Linked DNA regions of Hordeum vulgare: region 2 is linked to region 1. A link is a contact called in public Hi-C data. All regions are on one chromosome and are shown on one strand. The core of a region is the stretch at or near the end of the contact, and the rest is flanking DNA. Distances in the headings are between cores, read along the strand shown. Region 1 holds the start of LOC123402975 (54S ribosomal protein L37, mitochondrial). Region 2 holds the start of LOC123403294 (26S proteasome non-ATPase regulatory subunit 2 homolog A-like).

Evidence for each region. A called contact is a pair of places that touch in the nucleus more often than the background predicts.
Region 2: a Hi-C map of seedling shows a contact between it and region 1, with 5 times the contacts expected there. The contact joins the promoter of LOC123403294 here to the promoter of LOC123402975 in region 1. A contact is called at or near these places in 3 of 6 Hi-C or Micro-C datasets (leaf and seedling) and 1 of 1 datasets of contacts at active chromatin or transcription factors (embryo).

The regions. Positions count from the first base shown.
Region 1 is chr6H:59,264,302-59,268,513 of MorexV3_pseudomolecules_assembly, reverse strand. It overlaps LOC123402975 (54S ribosomal protein L37, mitochondrial), which reads left to right and starts at 2,026. Exons shown (of 2, transcript XM_045096949.1): 1 at 2,026-2,175; 2 at 3,068-3,831. The coding sequence starts at 3,087. The coding sequence ends at 3,476.
Region 2 is chr6H:59,638,215-59,642,728 of MorexV3_pseudomolecules_assembly, reverse strand. LOC123403294 (26S proteasome non-ATPase regulatory subunit 2 homolog A-like) reads right to left here and starts at 3,199. Exons shown (of 25, transcript XM_045097246.1): 1 at 2,921-3,199; 2 at 2,716-2,816; 3 at 2,128-2,248; 4 at 1,981-2,040; 5 at 1,802-1,869; 6 at 1,341-1,383; 7 at 556-621; 8 at 422-460; 9 at 252-334; 10 at 1-71. The coding sequence starts at 3,052.

The DNA.
Region 1 (4,212 bases), core at 777-3,276:
CGCCCGACCGGACGCATCCGCGAACGTTTAGGTGGTCATATTTGCAATGTCCGGCTGTAGATGCTCTTATCCTGTAGCAAACCACCCTAGCAAATGAGTAGTCTTGGCCAAACGGGCCGCGCCAACCAGGCCAGCCCGCAAGCACGCCAACACGGCCTGCCATGGGCCAGGCACGACACGACCTAAACGGACTGGGCCGACACGCGGCATGCCTCAGGTCGTGCCTCGGCCTGGAGGCCGGGCACGCGGGCCAGCATGAGACAACCCATTTAATTTTTATGTATTTTTTAATATATATATACATAAAATACAACCCAACAGGCTAAAAATATGCGGTACAACGTGCTAAACGGGACAACATGCTGATCCGTTTAGTAACCGGGTCGTGCCTGAGCCTGGAGGCATAGCCCACGAGCTAGCACGGCACGACCCGATTACTAAAGATGCCCGTGCTAGCCGTGTCGAGCTAGACACGTTTAGCACAAGACGTGCCCATGCCATATCGAGCCGCCCGTTTGGCCAGGACTGCAAATCATACATGGCCAAACGGGTTGTGCTTTTTGGGACGATCGAGAAGCACGACGGCCCGACACGCTTTAATCGGGCCGTGCGAGGCACGCAACCCGCCTCGAGCCCATGCTTGGGCCTAAAGGCTGGGCAACCCGCCTCGAGCACGCGGGCCGATACGGCATGACCCGTTTACTTTTTCCATATTTATATGTCTATACCTACTAATAAAGTAAGGATAACTTATGTCCTTATGTCATTCAAATTGCCCGTGAAGTTGGCTAAAATTACCCACCATGTCACCGGTAAGTAAAGAAAAATGATTCGTTTTTCCTCTTCTAATAAGTCGGTTGTTCCTCTCCTTCAACATGTAGAGATCCACCAAGCTATCACAACTACACGCCCATCCGAAGTGGTTGGAGCCGCGCGCTTCAAACCTGCAAACACAGGTTCGATCCCTCACCTCCCCATCACCCTTTCTCCCCCTTTTCTTTGTCGATAACTGCCCGACTGGGCCGGCCTAGTCTGGCCTTGAGCACTTATTTTTCTTAATTGTTTTTTTGTTTTATTTGAATATACTCTGAATATTTTATTTATAAAAATCACCTATATGCAAACTTTGATAAAATTTTAATCATGCACTAAAGGAATGCCAAACTTGAATAAAAAAATTATTATATACAAAAAATGTACAATGCGTAAGGAAAAATAACTACATAATTTTTAATTCTTTTTGAATTTTTTATCATGCATTCAAAAAATATTAAATGTGCATATAAAATGTTTCCAATGTATAAGAAAAATGTACACAAAAAATACAATGTATATGAAACAAATTAGACATAACAAATTAATATGAAAAAATGCTAATCATGTACTTGGAAAATGTCAAACATATATAAAAAATATTCCTGATTTATACCAAAAATGTATAATGGGTATAAAAAAGTAAACATCAAAACTAAATATGTTTTAATAAATTTTGACCATGAAATTGGAAAATATTAAACATGTAAATATAAAAATATATAATGGCTTAAATTTTGATTTTCATGTTGTTTAAAATTGTTTTCATAACAAAAAAAAAGAACTACCAAACATGTCGGTGCGTTGCAACGGAAGGAACATCCCGTGTGTTCAGCAGAATCATAAAGATGTGATAATTTTTTAAGTGCATACAAGGTGTTTCTCATCAACTATATCTTCCGTTACAACACACGGACATTTTTGCTAGAATACATATATAACATTTAAAATAGCCCAACAGGTCAAAATCGATCCAAAAAACAGTCACAACAAACCAAAAACGATCTAAAAACAGCCTAAAAGACTAATAGCTTCCGTGCCATGCCTGGATTTGAAGGCTAAATACATGGACCGACACGGCCTTGCCCGGCTAATAATCATGTCTGAACGGGCCATGCCATGCCATGCCGGGCCTGTTTACGACGGGCCGTGCTGGCCCGTTTGGCCAGGTATGCTGCAAATGAGCAACCCATCGCACTTCTCAGTAGTGGCAAAATCTACCGGACGAGCGGAACTCCCTGCTTAATTTTCCTGTCTCGGTCTCACCCTCCCCCAAACGAAACCCTACTCCTCGGCCCTCAACTTTCCTCTCTCGCGGCAGCGGCAGCGGCGGCGGCGGGACCAAGGGCAGCGGCGCAGCAGGTCTCTCTCTCTCTCTCTCTCTCTGCGCGGCTTGCGACGTCTCATTCGCAGCAAGGCGTCGCGGCGGCGGCGGCGGCGTAGATGGTCTATAGGATTAGATCCTGTTTCTGATTTTGCGTCGGCTGATTCTGGATTCAGGAAGTAGTGTCTTATGTTTTAACTGATTTTGCTTCAACAAGAAAGAAACTTGTGTTAACTGATGGGGGGCATATCTGATCTCCACCCTTCTCATACTTTCGCTCAACTCAGAGACAAACTTGCTAATCATATTGTGGTGCTTATTGCCTGAAATATTGTGAATGATGCCATACTGTGAATTACGATGACCTACACAAAGGGATCATTCAGATTTTGCTTTCGCTGGGCTTGATGCTGGAACCAGTGTTGATGTTCTTTCTGACTTCAGACAGCTCCAATCTGAAAGTTGTTTGAACTGTTTTTTACTTGGCAAGAACCTTACTTTGTATGGTAGTTATATTTTACTATCATCATCTTTAATCATGTGTAATTCGTGTATTCAGTAGACCAAAATAGTAATTTCGAAGTAAGTTGCAGTAAAAATCCTGGAGGCAGAATTACAAGCCTTAAATAAACTTTCCGAGCTTTAATTCCTTATATTACGGTATAAGTGAACACCTCATGGCCGCCTGGCTGGAACAGGCTGCAACAGCAAGGCCCCAAACCTGATTTTTTCAGTACTAAGTCTCATGTACTCAGCATACTGCTTTTACACCTCCCTACTCTTATGATCCTCTGTTCAAATGCCTTAATTGCTAGCAGATTTTGAACCGTTTTCTTCTGTCAGCATTGGTGGTTTTCTCATGTTATCAGTTGACACTTGATTCTTTTTTAAGCAGAGTTGACACTTAGTTCTGATGATTTATATATGCAGCTAAAATATCAACCCAGGAATGGCAATGTCTTGGACACGAGTATTGAAGTGTGGAATTATTCCAAGAGATGTAGCTCAATTGGTTGGGATAAGAGGCTTTGCAGCTCAGGCCAAGGGAAAGAAGGGCGGAAAAGGTGGTGCGGCTGATGCTAAACCTGTGCTCAGCAAAGAAATGAAGAGTACAACTGTGTTTGGGGCAAATATCCTGAAGGAGGGTTCTGACCCGAAGATCCAACCAGATTCTGAGTACCCTGACTGGCTGTGGCACCTGGTTGACAAGCGTCCTGTGCTGAGCGAGCTGCGGAGGAAAGATTCCAAGACACTGCCTTATGAAGACCTGAAGCGTTTCGTCAAGTTGGACAACCGGGCGCGGATCAAGGAAAACAATGCTCTCACTGCTAAGAACTGATCAGGAGAATCTCATCTCATGTAGTGGTTGAAGTAAGCATATTGTCTTGTCTTTTGTTACAAGGTTTATTAGTTGCTTTTTGGTAATAATGTAGTGACTTGGAAGTTGCTTGGCTTAGTACAATGTAGCCTATGTGACCAGCATGCTATTTTTGCCATGTTCTTTGTAAGATGTAACTTCTGTATCTTGCAGCAAATGCTGTAGCAAGTTTCGCGTGCTTTGCTTGGCTTGGTACACTGTTTAGCCTAGGCGACAAGCATGTTTGCGTTTCATGTTAAGAATTTAAGATGTAAGTGCCATGTTTTGCAGCAGGAGTTTTAATCCTATCAATAGAAAGACAGAACTATCTGAAGTATAATATGTACACAACAATTACAGCTTTGCTAAATTAGCAAAGCGTGACTATGGTGCATCAGACTCATGAATTCATTAAACTTGGAGCAGCACTGCAACTCTATTTTTTTTTCATAAACTGCAGTTATATTTAGCGATGGTAAAAGAAAAATCATGCTGTGCATCCTCATGCTGCTTCCATTTCATGAACTACATTACTATTTAATCGACCAATCTGCATGCATTCAACATATGGAGTCCGATCCAGCATTTGCTGAGAGTTTGCACAAGCACAGTATTTTGTCAAAGAAATAACAAATATTTCAATTCCTGAGCATACGATAGAAGCACCATTCAGTTCTGATAGCAAAAGAGAACGTCAACAATTTTACCATAACAACTA
Region 2 (4,514 bases), core at 1,950-4,449, 370 kb before region 1:
GATCTTCAAACTTCATGTAAATGGTATATGCTATATCAAGTGCTAGCGTGTCATCTGGAGAAGAGAGGAATCTGCAGTTTGAAATTGAGATAGAGCAAAACATTAATTCAAGTCAACTAAAATTCAAAATTATTATTCCAAATCTATAACTAGGAACTTTTTCTAGAAAATATGTACAAGCAATAACTTAGGGAACACATTTAGAGAGAGATGCACAGTGTATGACCTAATCTATAGAGTTGTAAACATACCTAGCCGAACTAGTAAGGTACAAACAAGTTCTTTTGTAGTTTGTTGAGTCAACATGCTCAACTAGCAAATCAAGGTCTTCAACCTGAAAAGAAATACCATACATCAGTATAGCCATTAGTGAATAGCTACTGGTAATGTACTCTGGTTAAAATTGTGCAAGTCAAAATACCTCCATCAGAAGATCTACAGCTTCAGGCTCAGCATTGTGCTATTATACAAAAAATGACAAGAAAACAAACAATGCGTCAATACATCACTACAAAATAATATCCACCATTTAACCACAATTTTCAATGAACAAACCTTCATGTGGAATGAGACAATTTGCTGCACTAGTTCCATTAACTCGTCAATTGGCATGTCATCACCCTGCAGAAATACAAAATTAACAGTTGAGGTTTGAAATATATACACACAAGAAATAGTGAAAAAAACAGAGATCAACTTCTTAGTATGGTTGCAACCATTCGATATTAAAAAAGATAAGTACAAACAACAAATTTGCAGTGAGTAATATAATAATGTGATCCTGACTTGATATTACAATAAGGCGACCCAGTTACTCCCTCCGATTGTTGAAAAGATAATGTTTCGGACACAAGTAAAGTACAACTTCCAAATATTTAACTACTAAAATCCAATCTTTCACTACTAACATCAAAACTTTGACTAATACTATCCTTTAAAATATTTCAGTTAGATAGTCAAAGATCATATCGTCAATCTGCCTTGAATAGAATAGTCTACTTCTGTTTAGCTTTATGAATATATCACAACACATAGTGCTCAAAGTTGAATACTCGAGACTGCCAATTAACTACAGTAGTTACACAAACATGTGATTAAAGCCTACGAGAATGACCAGTAGTCACCAAAATAGTTGGAAGTAAATCACTCATAGCATTGATAAAAAAAAAGGTAATAATATTTATCAAATTATATCAACGGTGTCTAAGATATGGTAGGAAGCTAAGCCTCCTAAGTAAAAAATTAAGGGTTATCGCAATGAGGTACATAGGAGAATAGAGGCCCAAAAAGAGCAAGGCGGGAGTTTCACGTAGTAATGATACAAGAATGAGAGTTCCAACCTGGCGCTTTTGGAATTCTTGAGCGATTTCACCAGCCAGATTCCTGTCATGAGAAAAAGGTTTCAGTGGAATCGAACAATTGTGGAAGTAAATGCATACATCAAATTACAGAACCCACAATGTCCATAAGAGCAATAAACTGAATTCAACAAGGTATTGGAAACTTGGTCAGACAGTTATACAAGTTAGCCATCACAAAAGATAAAACTTAGCAGTCTGAACACATACAGCAACAAGCAGAATGTATACTCAATCATAACCAATATATGTCCACCATAAAGAACCTTTATCCCATCATGCTACAACTAACAAATTGTAACAGTCCTAGGCCATGTTGAGGATCAAATGTCTGTCTAATTCAGACATTAATCTCTTGATGTTCAGTATTTCTATTCCTGGGTATTGGTTTGAATGGACTTCAAGATAAATTCATTAAAGAAAAACTGCAGTTTTGTTCTTACCTGACATATTCATGACCCCAGGAACCTATGTCACCTTCAGAGCCCAACAAACGGTACCTCAGGCTCTCCTGAAACAATGAAAAGGCAGAGGCCAAATTTTAAGCAGAATGAACTCGATTGCCGCTGAAAGGTACTATTAAACTGAATTGTGGCAGAATAGGAACGTGGCAGGCACATACCCTTTCGCCTTCAGCAGACATTGTCAAGGCCAACACCGACAGTATGTCAGCCATGTACTTCTGCAAAACAGTGGAACAGATATATCAGCAATGTCCAGAATGAATATTTAAATCACCGTACAACAAAGGTGCGTGTGTAAAGCATACCTTTAGCTCAGATTCTGGCATACTTTCGTAGTAGGTTTTAAGGGTTCCATAGTGTGGGCGGAGGAACTTCAGAGGCTTGGGGACAGACGTCATCGAGCTTGTAGCTGAACGAATCTCCTGCCTGATAGGGGTGAATATCTCAGTAGCAGCTAACAGAGTTAAAGCAGGAAAACATCGTTTTTCCCAGAAACTACTACAGCGGCAGCACTCCAAAGGCCTTACCAAATATAGATGGAATAAAAGTTTCAAAAGTAAAGCCTAGGCATTCAAGGAATTCAGACAGAGAGCAGAAATCTAAAGTTATGCCAAGCCTAAGGAACGAAACTCCTGCCTCTACAGGTCGAAATATGGGTCGACGGCAGACAAAAGGCTAATCTTTTTTACAAAAAATAGAGTGGCAGCAGTCCATAATACTTGGGCGGATAGATGTAGCTACAGAGGGCAGAACTAGAGCCAGCCCACTCATCGAATTCGCGCGGAGATCGGAAACCTAAACCCACGCGCCGCGAGACCTAGGCACGGAAGAGAATTCGGGAACGAAAAACTGAATCTGTTAGGAGGTCCGAGCGAGGGAAGAGACAGTGGTACCTCATGCTCTCGAGGGCGAGCCTCTGCACGCCGGGATCCACGTCCTGCGCCCGCACGACGTAGAGTTCGAGCTGCTCCTTGAGCGCCAGGTCCTCCTCCGACTGCGCCGACAAAAGCAAAAACAAATCAGGACGGGGGCGGAACAGCAGATCTCGTCCGGCCGGGAGAGACCGAAGGGGGGGAGGACGGAGGGTGGGGCGCTGACCAGATCGTCGTCCTTCTTCTCGTCCTTCTTCTTCCCCTTGGCGGAGGAAGAAGGCTTGGCGGGCGGCGTGGGCTCCGAGGGCGAGGGCGCGGCGGCGGAGGCCCCGTCGTTGGGGTTCTCGGGCGGCGACATGGCTGGCGGGGCGGATTCGGTTCGGCGACGGCGCTGGCGGGCTGGCTAGGGTTCGGGGGGCGAGTGGTACGGAGGCGACTCGGCGCTGCTGCGTGGGGGTTTATTTTCTGGAGGATCTCCGCTTTGCTTTGCTTTGCAGCCGGAGCGGACGCGAGGTGGATGAAGTTGTCACTCCTTTTCTGTTCCGATTTGCCCCTCCCCCAAGTTTGGATCTGGGCCGCCCGTCCTGCGCTTGGGCTCTGTGTTATGAGTCGGTGCGGCCGAACAAATACTAATGATGGGCTGGTTTATTTTCCAAAAAGGATGATGGGCTGGTTTACGCTCAAAATATATTAGTACTGGGCTTGTTAGGAGGAACCACAAATAACAAGAGGACTTTTTTCTTTTCTTTATACTAGGAAAATTGCCCGTGCAACCCACGGCTAAAATGTTGATCAAATGAGACTACATCAATATAGAAAAATGATCCTAGGTATATATGAATTAAATAGATACACAATATTTATGATGTTGCTCAAGTTATATTTTCAAAACTGAGATGTCATTGTAGGCATGCTGCTGAATTATGCTCGGTTGCTTTTCTTGGTGTATCTCTACTATTAAAGGGGATCTGCCGTCGTCGTGATGGTTCGACCAGGCTCGATCCCCCCTGTAGCGCTAAACCTTTCACCGATTTTTATTCATCCCTCCATAAACCAGGTGGCCCTTTCATCGATTTTTTTTCCAACCCTCCATAAACCGGTTCAATACCCCACCTTTCCACCCACGTACGATTTCTCCTCCCCCACCTTCTTTGCATCCCGTTCGAAAAAAGGGGAAAAGGAAAATAGACCACGAACGCACGTCCCAGCGCATGATGCATCCTCATCTCCCGCACCCGTCGCTCCCAATCCTGTCTTTCTCCTCTCTCCCTCCTCGTCCGCCTCTCCCCTCCTTCGACCCAGTCCCATAAAGAAATTCTCCACACCAAACCTCACCGCCATGTCACGTAAGGGACATGAGTGGCAGCGGCGGCATACAGATCTGCGCCGCATACAGATCTGCGGCGCAGTTGAGCGATGATGGAGCGGTGCAAGACCCGGCTGTTGGAGCCCTACTGCAAGGGCATATGATGGCGGCAGCGGCGGCGTCTTGTGTTTGAATTCGTGGTGTCTGGCGGGTCTTGCGGTACGATGGCGGGGTCATGACCGGCAATAGTGGTTGTCGAAGCATATGGCATGCTGCAGCAGTGTCCGGGGCCAGCGTGCATGGTCCACGTTCGACCTAACAAACAACGGCTATCCATCGCTGCTCCCCGGCGACTAGGACGTGCAGCAACGACTCCCAAGAGCACGTGCTGCACCAGCAAGACGGTGTCAACTGGCTAATTACTGACACGAATCCCCTGGAAAGAAAAAGACCATTGAATTTTTTAGTCGTCCTTTCAACCAAATCTTTGCTTGCCAGTTCCAAGACCACGTCA